3 separate regions of the Mus musculus genome follow, and all the other regions are linked to region 1. Evidence: chromatin contacts called from public Hi-C and HiChIP or PLAC-seq data. All regions are on one chromosome and are shown on one strand. The core of a region is the stretch at or near the end of the contact, and the rest is flanking DNA. Distances in the headings are between cores, read along the strand shown.

Region 1 (4,757 bases), core at 1,076-3,575:
CAGAGAGAGAGTGTAGCCCTGCAATGGCCTAAATGCTCTGTTAATGAAACTCTTGAGTTTGCATTATTAAATTCTAGTAGTTAAGATTAGTAACTTATATGTGGATATTGTTTAAAAGTTTTTGGTACCATTGCTAAAGGGTGGGATCTAAATGTCATGCTCTAGAAGGGAGGGGAATGGAAGCCATGTAAGTGTCCGAAGTAATTTTATAGCTCACAGCATAACATGAGTTACAGGGACAGAATTTGTACAGGTAGGTAAGTGATGAGCAGTTCTGGTGGAAATACGGGGGAGCTAGGGCCTGCCTCTTGGTTTCTTTCACTTGGGAGGCCCTGAAGCTGAACAGTTGAACAGTTTGAAAACCACTGGAGAATGATTGTAGGGCGTGGTGTCAGATCGAAATTCCAGTTTGGGCCTGGTATTTTACCTCTCTGAGGTTTTGTTCCTTATTGTACAAAGGAATGCTGAAAAATATTAACTGCAAGCGCACTAGGAACTTCCACAGTGCCTCTGGAGACAGGACGGGTCAGGCATGCTCAGTATGCTGAGGTGCTGGGCAAGCGACTGCAGAGGTAGAGGCCTCACATGGATAGTGAACTTCCTATGAAAATGAAGGCCCCCAAAACAACATCTCAGTGGCTGTTTATGTCAAGTATTAGGCTAGGTAAGTGGGCTCTGTGGGCCATCCACTCTGTTAATTCTGAGGGAAGGAGACAGAAACAGAAAATTCAGCTCTGATAACATTTCATTGGTGGGCCGAGAAATTAAAATTTTTAATAAAAGTTTCACCTGCTTTATACACACACACATGTATGTATGTATGTATGTATGTATGTATGTATGTATGTATGTATGTATGTGAGTATGCTATCACTGTCTTCAGACACACTAGAAAAGAGCATTGGGTCCCATTACAGATGGTTGTGAGCCACCATGTGGGTGATGGGAATTATCTCAGGACCTCTAGAAGAGCAGTCAGTGCTCTTAACCACTGAGCCATCTCCTCAGCCCCATTTCACAGCTTTTGATTTTTGTTTTCATATCTTAAAAAGAATACAAGACTGGGGTAGGGGAGCTGGCTCAGCTGACAAAATACTTGGTGCACAAGCCCAGGGACCCTAGTTTGATCTCCCACAGACATGGAAAAGCTGGACAGGGTAGACTTTCTTCGGTCTCACCGCCAGGGAGCAGAGACAGGGAGATCTCTGGGCTTTGCTGGACAGCCCGCCTAACTTAATTGGCAAACCCTAGGTCCCAGTGAGACACTGTCTTAAAAAGCAAGGTAGCCCTTGGGTCTCTATACATATAGATATTCATATGTACACAAGAACACCTGGGAAAGGGGAAGGGAGGGAAGAGGAAGGAGAGAGAGACAAAGACAGAGCGATGACAAGCTGATATGGCCCATAGACCATAGCTAACTGACCCCTAATTTAGATATTTCTTTTTAAAAACCCATGCAGCTTAGCTTTTGGGCCTGTGAGAAATAATTAAACAGATTGCTATCAGTGAAAGATCATTGTTAAGAAAAGCTTAGTCATGATGTTAGAAAAAGTCAGCCCCACCACTGTGAGATAGCTACACGTTTGCTAGTTCTTCTTATCCCCATTTATAGAGGCGGTTAAGATGTGGTTGTCTTATCAAAGACATCAGGCTGCATGAAAGAAGTGTTCTGCTTAGGTCTTGAATTCCAGCACTCGGGAAAGCAGAGGCAGGTGTGTGTGTGTGTGTGTGTGTGTGTGTGTGTGAGTTCTCCGAGTTCTAGCCAGACAGAGCCATATAGTGAGACCCTCTCTAACAAAAGGGGGATGTTCTAAATAACAAAAAGACCTTGAATCTTGGGTTTGTTGCTGATTCTCATGGCTCATATTTGTCATTTGACATTGGGGCCCATTAGTTTTCTCAAATGAAGAACTGGAGAAGGTAGACATGAAGACAATTTGTAGCTCTTGCTTTTAGCTAGAATAGTGCTGGTACAGTTCTCTCCAATAGAGGTGCTCAAGATAACTAGCAACATTTCACATTATACTGGGCCCTTTAGGAGAACAGTTTTTCTCCTGTGTCACGTTTGAAGTTTGCCTTAGCACTCACAAAGCCATCCCACCACATGCTGGTCAGTTAATGTATGTGGAGACAAGATAAGGCTGGGCCATACATATGGAAAGGGCCTAAGAAAGCTGCCAGGAGAACTCTGCTGCTCACTGTGGGCTGAAGAAAATTTCTTAACTGGAAACCCTTTTGCAATCTGAGTCATCTACTGTGGACTCTTAAATCTCCTGGGTAGGAGGAGGAAAGGGAGGAGCAAAGGTGAGATGGCTCTGTGAGTTCTGTCAGCAGAGGGCACCCAGAGCAAAGCATGTAGCCAGTGGCCTGTAGTGAACTTATTACTGGGGCACAGAGCTGCTTGCCCTGGACAAGTTGCATTTTCTTTGATCTGCCTTAACATTCTCAGATGTTTTTTACCCACATTAGAATTTGGCTTTGTTTCTTGCCCACTTTAGTAGAAACCCAGTTCTTAGAGTGTCCTGAGGTGTTTTATCCTACACTGTAGATCTGTTATTTAGATCTGTTATAGACATTATTTCATATCCAGTAAGGAAGTAGCCCTGAAATAACAGTGATCTAAAAAGGCCCTTATAGTCTGTGTGTCAAATGGTCTTTGGTGGGTGGCTTTTGGGCCAGCAGTTTCAGCACCACCTGGGAGCTTATGGTCTTCCTGCCTCCCAGGCTTACTGAACCAGAAATTAAGAGGATGTGGTCCAGCAACCCATTCCAGCATGCTCTCCAGGGCATTCTGGTTCACACTCACCGAGGGACAGCCATTGTTGGAGAAGGGATAGCAGAACACAGGCTGATCTTTATTGGAGGGCACTGCCAAGTACTCAGCCAGGAGTTTCCCCTTCACTTTCCAGTCACAGATTCCAAGCCTAGAAACATGTACTCATTTGTCAGTTGTGTATGGTAGGTGGTGGGAGAACTCTGAGCCCTGTCCTTGTGATTCACAGCCATGTGCTAGTTGCTGAGTCATTGAATTAATAGTTTAAAGTCTTTAAAAGCAGTACACATCCATCAAAGAAAATATATAGTACATAATAGATCAAAAGATAAAATAAAACTTCCCCTAGCATGTTCAATGTTTCTATTCATTGTTCTGGTCTTGTTTGTATGCAGCTGCTCTGTGTATATGCACATTTAAAAAAAATTTTCCCTGAATGTCAGTTGTATTGAAATAGACTTCCAGCTCAAGTCTACTCTACCGGAAATTTCTTTTCATGTTATTAACTACAGATTTTATTTAATAGCTTCCTAGTATTCTGTGAGAGTATCAAGTTCCCCTGTAATTCTATGTCAATCTTAAGTTTTCATGATACACTTAGGAAGATTATTAGTGCTTCACTGGGCAATAGTAATTCAGGGTGACTTAGAAGTGTCATAATTAAGATGATAAATACAGATGGTGGTAGAGGAGGGAATGGAAAGTTGGAGAGGCAGTTCTTTTAGCATGTTTGAGGTCAAAAGTGACTTGGAAAATAGGAAAATAAATTGAAGAGCATACCAGTAGTACCCAGTATCCCCCTGGACCTGAGCAAACTGGGTTGGGTCATCTAGGATGTGGTTATGAGCAGCTTGGTCCAGTAAATTGCTTTTATCACCGGCTTTTCGACACGGAGGCCAACCTGCTGGTTAGGTGACATAAAAACTGGGTGCACAGTTTCTATAATTGATTTTATTATCGAGTACTTTCGGGTGATAGACACCATAGTAATTATTCACATAGACTTTGTTGTTTGTTTAACTTTTGTTATAGCTACATATATTAACTGTGTTAGGTGGCGTTTCCAATTTACAGAAGTGGGAGCTGAAAGGGAGTGTTAAAAAGACTCAATCTTGGCTCTTGGCCCTCAAGAGTTGAAGCACCCATATATTCATTTGCTCTTAGGTGGCGGGACAGTGCATATCTTGCCCTCTCTCAAGGCAGTGTCTGTCTCTGTGTGACTTCACTCCCTGCTGCACAAAGGAACAATTAGATGTGTGGGGCAGGACACTAAAGTGATGACAGAGCATGGGCTGACTGACTGTGAGACCAAATCAAGTTGATGTGAGTCCCACCGTTGTAGGAGTCGGAGGTGGAATTCTGACCCCGATCCTGCGAGGAACAGAGGCTGGGGCTAGAGAAGCGATAGACAGGAGCTGGCAGGCACTGGAAACTGGACGGCTGGCTGAAAAATTCATGTCTCCTCAACTTACCTTCCTGAAGAAAGATGTAATTTCTTAGCACATTAAAAACACCAGCTCTGAGATAGAACTTGTATGCTATACAGCTGAATCATCTAGCATATAGAAGTCTACTGACTTTGTTTACATTCATAGAGTTGCTCAGCCATCCCAGCATCAGATTTAATTTAGAACAATCTCATCACTTCATCTGAAGCTGCTTAGTCATCCCTTCCTAATTCCTGTATTCCACCCATGCCTCAAGTTGTGCTCAGCCACTAGGTCTACTTTTCCCAACAAGTTTTCCTTTGCGTGTTGATAGTATGTGGCCCTTTGAGTCTGGTTTCCTTGCATTGCAGATTCACATATCCTTCCATGCAGGGGGAGGGTCGACCAGCGCTCCTTTTCCTTGTGTTGTTGTTGCCCAGTCCTGTTCCTCTGCATGGCTGTGATGTAAAATCTGTGTTATTCTGGAAAGCATGGTTTTTATGCTAGGAAGAGAAGGGTAAATGAAGTGGGACAGTAAGCAAGCATTTGCTAAT
Region 2 (4,531 bases), core at 183-2,682, 180 kb after region 1:
GATATTAGGGACATGATGGCCTTGTGTGCAGGCCATGGTGAGGATGATGGTTTTCAGGTCGTGAAGAGGAAGCAGAAGGACTTTCAGGAAGAATAGCATTGCTATCCTTGGAGTGAATGGGTGACAGCTTGGACCAGGTTCTTAGAACCCTTAGACTCTCCCAGTGCACATGGGGAATACATGAGCTAAGGGCAATGTTAAGCCTGGGGGGTGAACAACTGTTCTGTTGACCACCCCTGCACCGTTCCAAAGGCTGCAGAGTGCTCATATGTTGTGGGGCATGATGGAGGCTGGCTGCTGGTTGGTCTCAAGGCGCCATTATCCATCCTGCGGATGGGATGTATGCAAGGGACGAGTGAGTGTCCAGCCGGAGACCCGAGGGGGCAACTAAAGCTGCAAACCAGGTGAGAAAGACAGAGGACATGCAGCAACTGAGCCACCCAGAGTCACGGCTCAGGAGAAGAAAGCAGAGGTGACAAGTTTGCCTGAGGAGAATACTCAAGAATGCTCGACAGGCCTTTGTGCCCCCCACTGCACACACCAACCACCACTACCACCCCACCCCCACTGCGCACACTTTGTTGGGAGTGACCCAGGCTACTCACATTCTAGCAAGCCCTCTGACACAGAGGCCACCCCACCCCAGCCATCTGGGTGTTTTTCAGTGTCCAGCCCTGATTACTTCACCTTTGACCCATAATGGCCTTCCCCTGCCAAGAGCCGCCGCCGCTGGCAGACCAGGACGTACCTTGCTGCGGCGATGTCTGGAAGGATTACCGTGCTCTCTTCCAAGGTCCAAGCGGCTAGGGTGGTTGGCAGGGAAGAAGCCCTGTCTGTCCTCCCTGCAGAAGAGAGACAACCTCAGTACTGCAGACACAGTCCAGAGAGGCAGACCCAGGAGCCTTTTAATTCCACAGAATCTAGCTGGCCATTGGAAGCGTCTCTGTCTGGGGAACAGCCAGCTAGGGAATTCCTTGCTAAGGACCCATCATCTCTGGACTTTTCATAATTACACCCAGGCTACAAAACAAACCAAAGTCTTTTCAAAGAGAGAACTTGGGTAGATAAGAAGGTAGTGCCTCTCTCTCATTGGCACATCTGAGCCAGTGAGGTTCCCAGTGAGCTGTCATATGTTAGGAGCTGAACCCGAGACCCTGCCCAACTACCTAGTTCCTAGCTGCCTGAGCTTACAGCCTTGTTAGCCCCTGTCAGCTCTTTTTCCTCCAGCAGTGACTGGCTTCTTGTTCTCCTGGTCGATTAGGGTCCCAGAAGCAGCCCTCTCCTCCCCTCCCCGCTGTCTCTCAGAGATAGGATGACTCCAGGCTCAAACCTCACCTCTCCAAGAGTCCTCCAATCAGTCCAGCAGGCACTGTGACCAGTATCAGGGCAGAATGGGAACATTCACCAACTGGGCCAATGGCTGGAATGTGGTGGCTCTTGGAGGCGGGAACGGAATTATGAAACTGGTTTATCTTAACCTCGAATCATTCCATAAAGCTGCAGCCTGGCTTCTAAAAACCATTTCCCAGAATAGGGACCTTGCTGGGAAGTATACTGTTCGAATGTTTCACTTTCCTCTCTTCCTTTACACACACTGTGAGGTGTACGGACAGAGGACTGGCCATTGGCGTGGCTCAGGGTAAGAGCGCTTGCGTGTGCCAGACCCTGAATTCCATCCCCAGCCCTGCTAAAGAACCCTTCATTGCTCCTTCCCAGCTGTGAGTCAGACTCCACACTAAGCGGTTGCTGCTGAGCTAGGACCTGGAAGGCCACAGACATCTATGCTTGCATGACTGTGGATCAGAATAACCTGCCCTTGGCCTGATTCTCCATATGTAAGGTGCACACCGTTCTAGTGTTGATATCTTTAAGCCATTGTGAGATGCCTCAGAGTATGTGCTATGTTACCCAGCAGACATCCCAAATGCCATAAACTCACAGTGGCTGTACCCACTAGGTTCCCTCCTGTCCCAGGCTGTCTTTGTGTGTGTGTGTGTGTGTGTGTGTATGTGTGTGTTGGGGGTGAGGGGTTGTCTGCAAACCCACTACCAGCCTGCAGAGTAATGATTCACACGAGGCAAGAAAGAAATCCGGTTCAACACAACTTGTTAGCCTGTGCTGCTTCAAACTTCTGAAATCTGACCTGAGCAGTTTATTTTCGACATCACTAAACATAGTACAACCTTGGAAAAAAGTTTCCGAGTGACAATTACCACAATAAACCTTAAGACATGACCACATCAAAACTCCATGACAACAAACATGTCTTTGGCAAAGTACCTGTGACCTCTTCCACAAGAATGGGTTCTAACTGACTGAGATAGGATGCTCAGGGGTCTGGGAAGAGGCTGGGGATTCGGCTCTGCAGACAGCAAAGGTCTGTATCAAGCTATTAAATACTTCCAATCCAAAACAGAGATGGGTGTAACTCTTCCTGCTGTGAAAAGCCTGCATGTATGAGATTCCTGGTTTATCTAGGAGAAACTTCTCTGTTCTTCTCTGTGAGCACAAAGGGCCTCATGCCTTCTATACCACTGGATCAGATACAGATGTGTGACCTGGGTCACAACCCCACGAAGAAAGCAGCACCAGAATTAATAACTGGCCCCTGAAATCCTTCAATGCAAACTGTTTTAAAGACCAACACTTGGTAGAAGGCTCAGGTTGGTGACATGTTTGCTGTGCAGGTGTGAGTTTGATTCTCAGCAGCCACAGTAAAAAACCACTGTGCCTATATCATCCAAGCTGGGGAGGTGGGGCCAGGGGGATCCTGAGACTTGCCAACCAGTCAGGCTCTGTAGGAGACACTGTCTCAAACCTAAAGTGAAGGTGACTGAAGGGGTTATTCATGTCAAACTCTAGCCTCCACACTCGCACACACACAGCTGTGCACCAAGGCATACACACATACATGAATACTTAAACACGATTGGCCCATGCACTTGGTGGAAAAACTTGACCTGAAGCCCAAAGAGGAGGCATGCCATAGATGTCTTATTTGTGATTGAACACTCTATACTCAGCCACTGGTACCTTGGCTAGTTGTGAGTTCTGGGTTACCCACCATCCCCTGTGTCTTAGTCAGGGTTTCTATTCCTGCACAAACATCATGACCAAGAAGCAAGTTGGGAAGGAAAGGGTTTATTCAGCTTACACTTCCACATTGCTGTTCATCACCAAGGAAGTCAGGACTGGAACTCAAGCAGGTCAGGAAGCAGGAGCTGATGCAGAAGCCATGTTCCTTACTGGCTTGCTTCCCTGGCTTGCTCAGCCTGCTATCTTATAGAACCAGCCCAGAGATGGTCCCACCCACAAGGGGCCTTTCTCTCTTGATCACTAATTGAGAAAATGCCCCACAGCTGGATCTCATGGAGGCATTTCTTCAAATGAAGCTCCTTTCTCTGTGATAACTCCAGCTGTGTCAAGTTGACACAAAACTAGCCAGTACAATTGACCCCTTGTCAACTTGACATACAAATACATTACTAGTAAGCTTCAACCCTTAGTTCTTATTCATTCCCAAGATCTTAAATAACTTTAAAAGTCCCACAGTCTTTACATATTAAAAGTTCAATCCTTTTAAAATATCCAGGATCTTTTAAAATTCAAAGTACTTTAAAATTCAAAGTCTCTTAACTGTGGGCTTTACTAAAAAACTTCCTTCAAGAGGGAAAAATATCAGGGCACAGTCACAATCTAAAGCAAAAATCAATCTCCAACCATCCAATGTCTGGGATCCAACTCACAATCTTCTGGGCTTCTCCAAGGGCTTGGGTCACTTCTCCAGCCATGCCCTTTGTAGCACACACGTCCTCCTCTAGGCTCCAGATGCCTGTACTCCACTGCTGCTGCTCTTGGTGGTCATCTCATGGTACTGGCATCTTCAAAACACTGCATGACCCCTTCAGTCCTGGGCTGTCAATTGCAACTGAGGCTGCACCTTCACCAATGGCCTTCCATGGCCCTTCACAGTGCTGAGCCTCAGCTGCTCTGCGTGACCCCTTCATGCCTTCAAAACGAGTACCACCTGGGTAACTCTTACACATTATTAAGTCCATCCACAGCACAAGGTACAACCTTGGCTATCTCTGGAACACAGCCTCTGTGCTCTCAGGAAACACTTCCCAGACGATGTCATCTCAATGATGCTGGTCTCTTCTTTTTTGTTTGTTTAAGATTTATTTATTTATTTAATGAAAGTACACTGTAGCTGTCTTCAGACACTCCAGAAGAGGGCACCAGATCTTGTTATGGATGTTTGTGAGCCACCATGTGGTTGCTGGGATTTGAACTCAGGACCTTCGGAAGAGCAGTCAGTGCTCTTAACCGCTGAGCCATCTCTCCAGCCCCCTTAAGATTTATTTTTTATTATATCTAAGTACACTGTAGCTGTCTTCAGATGCACCAGAAGAGGGTATCAGACCTCATTACGGATGGTTGTAAGCCAGCATGTGGTTGCTGGGATTTGAACTCAGGACCTTCGGAAGAGCAGTCGATGTTCTTAACCACTGAGCCATCTCTCCAGCCCTCT
Region 3 (4,571 bases), core at 862-3,361, 220 kb after region 1:
GTTCCATCGTAGCCCTAAGGGCTAGGGACGTACCAGAGCACATGGCATCTCTCTTTCATACTTCGTGAATGTTCCTGGAAGTCCTGTGGCTGTCTGTCTTAGGGTTTCTATTGCTTTGAAGAGACACCATGACTGTGGCAATTCTTATAAAGAAAAAACATTTAATTGGGGCTGGCTTACAGTTTAAGCAGCTTAGTCCATTATCATCATGGCAGTGTGCAGACAGATAGTCATGGTATTAGAGAAGGAGATGCGAGCTCTACATCTTGATCTGCAGGCAGCAGAAGGGACTGTGTGCCATACTGGGAATAGCTTGAGCAAATGAGACCTCAAAGTCTATCCCCACAGTGACACTTCTTCCAACAAGGCTACACCTCCAAATAGTAACACTCCCTGTGAACTAAGCATTCAAACGCATGAGTCTATAGGGGCCATTCCTATTCAAACCATCACATTGTCATTGTCAACTTGCAACTTCAGTTGCATCCCCACCCAGCACCACCTAGCCTTCTATCTGTCCATCCCTCTATCTGCCTTTTGATCCATACATCCTTCTCCCCCATAGACCCTCCACCCATGTCCACCCAGCTACACACTAATCTAATCCTCCGCCATTATTCCTATCTGCTCTCTCTTTCATCCATCTACATCTGTCTGTTGCCAGTCTACTCACAACCACCCACCTATTCATCCATCTGTCTGCCTTCCCACCCATCCATCTAACCATTGGTTAACCCATCTACAAACCCATCCACCCTTCACCCTTCTACCCTTCCCAGGCTTGCAGTTGCTCAGCAGATCTACTGACTAGGAATTGTAGGTCATGGGTGGTCACCCCACTTCTTGCTTTGGATGCAAGGACATAAGACATCCAGCAAAGAGGTGTAGCCCTGCAGAGCAAGAGCTGTGTCTATTACCTGCCTGCTATGTGCTCTGGTATGTCCCTCAGTTTTCCCATCTATTTAATGGGCCATGCATTACAAACTAAGTAGCACATGAATGTACTCAGCACAATTGGGCTCAGGGATTTGGGAGCTCTACTGTCTGGGTTAAATCCTGGTTCTATGACTTTGAAAGCCGTATGACCTTGCTCAGGAGACCTAAGCTCTCATAGCCACAGTTTCTCAGCCGGACACAGGGTTGCGTGGAGGGCCAAATACAGACATGATGCTAGTGCTGGAACACTCTTTCTACTCATCCTCAACCAAAACAATCTGTTAAAATAGGTGTTGCTAAAATTCCTTCCCCTGGGAAGACTTAAGCAACATCTACCCTTTCTCCTAAGGTCCCAACGACAAACCAAGGCACAATTCCACCAAGTTCATTCCAAGGAACCGAAGACTTAATTGGGCATCTTTCCTGAGCCTAGGTAAGGGAATTCCTTACCTGTATATAATACTCCTCCCACAAGCACTGCACCTGAAAAGCGTTACCTAGCAGGGATGAGGTTTTCCCACGTGGCTCCACTCGAGTCTTCCCCCACACGCATGTAACCCCAGGGATCATACTCTATTTCTTTTTACATACTCTAACCCTTCCCCAAGGCCCCACATAGAGTTGTCCGTCAGTAGGGAGGAGCAGTTGGAAGCTGTGAGTCCGAAGGTGGGGGTCGAGGGTCTAAACTATCAGCAAGCCTGCCCGGAATAATCTCAGGCAAGGAGACACAGCTGAACGGCCCAAGATGGCCGTCTCTCAGATCAAAGGACAGCCAGTCACATCAAGGGGAGGGGGGAATAAGTAAGGCTCAGAGAGGTAAAGAACTGGCCTGCGGCCAATCGGCCAGGAGAGACTGGACTGTATCCAAGTGTCCTGAGGCGGGCAGCAGCGATTGGTTCTCACAGGGGCCCGGACCTTACTTGTTCCCATGCCCCGCTCTGGCACACAGTGGTCTAGATTTTATTCCTGTCCTATCTGGTCACTGAGCTCCCTTGATATTTCAAACCCCAGGGGCTTCTGTGTGGCACTCCCAGTCTGAGGGCTCCTGAGCCTCCAGAGATCTTCAGGGATAGTTGTGCATCACCGCACGATCCCGATTCCTCATCCCAGCCCGCCACGGGGAGAAGCAACCAAGCTTCCCTGCACAGCGCCCCCACAGTCTCTGCTCCCTTAGGGCACAAGGGATGCCCGAGGGTGGCATGGGCGGGGAGTCGGGGAGGGCAGGAGCTACTCTTGGCTGTCTGGCAACCCTCCCTCCTGGCAGCCAGCTCCCGGCGGCTGCAGCCCCAGCTTACAGTGGCTTTGAGCACACTGGGAAAACAGAGGCACCTCATGTCCCCCGGTCACAAACTGCTTTTCCACTCTCAAAGGGGACAATTGTTCTGACCTCCTGGGACCGTGAAGGTGACAGGAGTATGTATGTAAAGTCCCCAGTGCCACTGACTCTGAAGACTTTCAGCTCCTTTCCCCCTACAATGGAAAAGAGCCTGCGGGAATCCCTAAGCCGGCCGGCCGGCAGCATCCATTAGGAGACTCCAGGGCACTGGCTCTCAACCTGTGGGTCACGACCCCTTTGGGGTGGGGTGGGGTAAGCATATCTGATATTCTGCATATCAGGTCTTCACATGATGATTCATAACAGTAACAGATTTAGTTATGAAGTAACAATGAAATAATTTTATGGCTGAGGGTCGGCACAACATGAGGAACTAACTATATGGAAGGGTCTCTTGGGGCTTGAGAGGCAGAGGCCAGGATCTTTTCCATACCATGCATTTGGATTCATTCCATCCCAATTCCAACACATACCTGCTGAGCCTACTGGTTCAGATCCAGTGCTGATATTGCAATAGTGAGCATATTGATTGATGTTGGTCATAGGTGCTGCAGTAGAGAGAGAAGCTCACCAAAATGCTAAGACTTCGTTTCCAAAGGAGCAGAGGAGTTCAGCCTTCTTGGGAAAGACTGACACCCAAGTAGCTCACTCCGGTTATTTTATTCAAACATTATACAAGGTTAATTGGGGCTGGGAAAGATTCCAGCTGCCAAAGTTATCTTGCCCTTGCTTCCAGTGTGAGCAGACAACTATTAAGGCCTAGGTAAATTATTAAGGCCCTAGATAGAATGTTAAGGCCTAGGTAAAATGTTAAGGCCCAGGTAACTGTTACATGGCTAGCCTACCATTATAAGGAAATGTTCTCATATTTTTCTGCTGTTACTAGGGAAGTTTCTAATGCCAAGTTGATTACATGTTCTGTTATGTTCTGTGTCCTTGAAAACCAATCAGGATGGAAGTCAGTGGAACTGCTTGTACCCACAATAGGCTTGACCCCAGTCAACCACCCAGCAGCAATTCCTGCACTTGTGTATACGTTTTTACGGTAGAAGCTGCCCCTGGGGTAGACCTTAACATAAGAGAGACACCTGCACCGATATAAGAGACTATGTGGAATAAGGCGTCCATTTTGAGTCACGGTCACGTAAAGTTTAAGTTCCCAAGACCTCCCTGGGAACAGACATCCTACTTGGCAGAAAGAGACATGTATGTGGATAACTGACATCCTGGTTAGCAAGGCATGAATGTTAGACAAGGCAAGCCCCCTGCCACAGTTGAATACCCCAACCAATGGGAGCAGGATAAATATACAACAAAGACTTGTTCCTAAGGAAATCCTTATCCCTAAATCCTGATTGGTGGGACAACTTGACACAGATGTTTGTAGATCTCACGCTTTAAAAAGCCCTGTAGGACCTTAACTTGGGGTCATGGTTCAATTCCCGAATCTGGACCATGAATCTGATCAACCAGCCCTGGGGCACATTCTCAATAAACTATCCCTGCCTGACTGAGATGGGTGTTAGTGTGGCTTGGGAGGCGATTACTGGGCCCCTATAACAATTCACACAAATCTCGGTCCCTTTTGAATAGGGCTAGCCATAATCAAAAGAAAGAACTCTGGGTTTGCCAGGAGTGACTTTGTACCAAGGTCAGTACAGCTGCATGTTCTCACATAGCTCCAAGGGCAGATTCTCTAGAAAGACAGCATTGCTTCAAGGTTCAAACAGTCTCAAAGCAACGTCTCAGCCTCTATTGATCGACCCAAACATAGCAAAGGCTTTGCTAAAAGAAAGCCAGACAGAAAGACTTTGCTCTGCGTTTCACTGTTATGTCCAAGTTGCAGGGACCCCCAAAGACCACCGAGGAGCCAGTTCAAATGCAAACACACAGGGTCTTTTATTACAAGGTCCCAAGCAAGGTGTTTCACTGTCCCTGTCACAGAGGGTCAGAGTGAGAGCCCCAAGTCTAGGCGGTGCAGGCTTTTTATTGTGGTTACAGAAAGCTTGGAGATTTTCCATACAGGTCAGCAAGTTAATATTTTTAAAAGCTGCATTTCCGACTTAATCTGCAGGAACTGAATACGTGGGCAGAACCACCTGACAAATAGGATGGTTAGGCTATCAGTTCTCTGCAGGATCTCTTAGGTTACCTGTATGTACTTGGTCCTGCCATTGTAGCCTGGCTGTTGCTAAAGGGGTGAGGGAAAGTTATAGGGTGTTTGCCTAGGTGGAGTTTGTGATTTTCTTCCTGGAATTGGAATTTAGCCCGTGGTCTCGCACAAAATGGCATTTCTTCG

What was found. HiChIP or PLAC-seq counts read pairs in DNA pulled down with a chosen protein or histone mark. A called contact is a pair of places that touch in the nucleus more often than the background predicts.
Region 2: a CTCF HiChIP or PLAC-seq map of the NIH/3T3 cell line shows a contact between it and region 1, with 9 read pairs. The contact joins the promoter of Apol6 here to the enhancer-like site in region 1. A contact is called at or near these places in 15 of 39 promoter capture datasets (the 3T3-L1 cell line, 3T3-L1-derived adipocytes, cranial neural crest and 8 more), 1 of 15 datasets of contacts at CTCF or cohesin (the NIH/3T3 cell line), 12 of 484 Hi-C or Micro-C datasets (the HL-1 cell line, the N1E-115 cell line, Sertoli cells and 7 more), 8 of 115 datasets of contacts at active chromatin or transcription factors (the NIH/3T3 cell line, embryonic stem cells, epiblast stem cells and 2 more) and 5 of 9 other capture datasets (adipose tissue, embryonic stem cells, embryonic tail and 2 more).
Region 3: a Hi-C map of the N1E-115 cell line shows a contact between it and region 1, with 5 times the contacts expected there. The contact joins two enhancer-like sites. A contact is called at or near these places in 1 of 15 datasets of contacts at CTCF or cohesin (the NIH/3T3 cell line), 17 of 484 Hi-C or Micro-C datasets (the AML12 cell line, the F1.1 cell line, the N1E-115 cell line and 14 more) and 5 of 115 datasets of contacts at active chromatin or transcription factors (T-cell acute lymphoblastic leukemia, cardiomyocytes, craniofacial prominence and 2 more).

The regions. Positions count from the first base shown.
Region 1 is chr15:77,217,864-77,222,620 of GRCm38.p6, reverse strand. The region is part of intron 2 of Rbfox2 (RNA binding protein, fox-1 homolog (C. elegans) 2); the gene reads left to right. Among named protein-coding and RNA genes, the nearest start is that of Rbfox2, 87 kb to the left of the region's middle. Within about 2 kb of position 2,325, at least 81 of the 459 cell types and tissues checked have an H3K27ac peak or open chromatin away from gene starts, as enhancers often do. A contact at or near this core is called in the HL-1 cell line, the N1E-115 cell line, the NIH/3T3 cell line and 6 more, where this site is marked.
Region 2 is chr15:77,041,976-77,046,506 of GRCm38.p6, reverse strand. It overlaps Apol6 (apolipoprotein L 6), which reads right to left and starts at 1,432. Exons shown (of 4, transcript NM_001163621.1): 1 at 1,336-1,432; 2 at 749-842. It also overlaps a transcript of Mb not described here.
Region 3 is chr15:76,996,636-77,001,206 of GRCm38.p6, reverse strand. It overlaps Gm35933 (a long non-coding RNA gene), which reads right to left. Exons shown (of 3, transcript XR_384211.4): 3 at 4,217-4,571. Among named protein-coding and RNA genes, the nearest start is that of Gm35933, 11 kb to the right of the region's middle. Within about 2 kb of position 2,111, at least 32 of the 459 cell types and tissues checked have an H3K27ac peak or open chromatin away from gene starts, as enhancers often do. A contact at or near this core is called in the N1E-115 cell line, where this site is marked.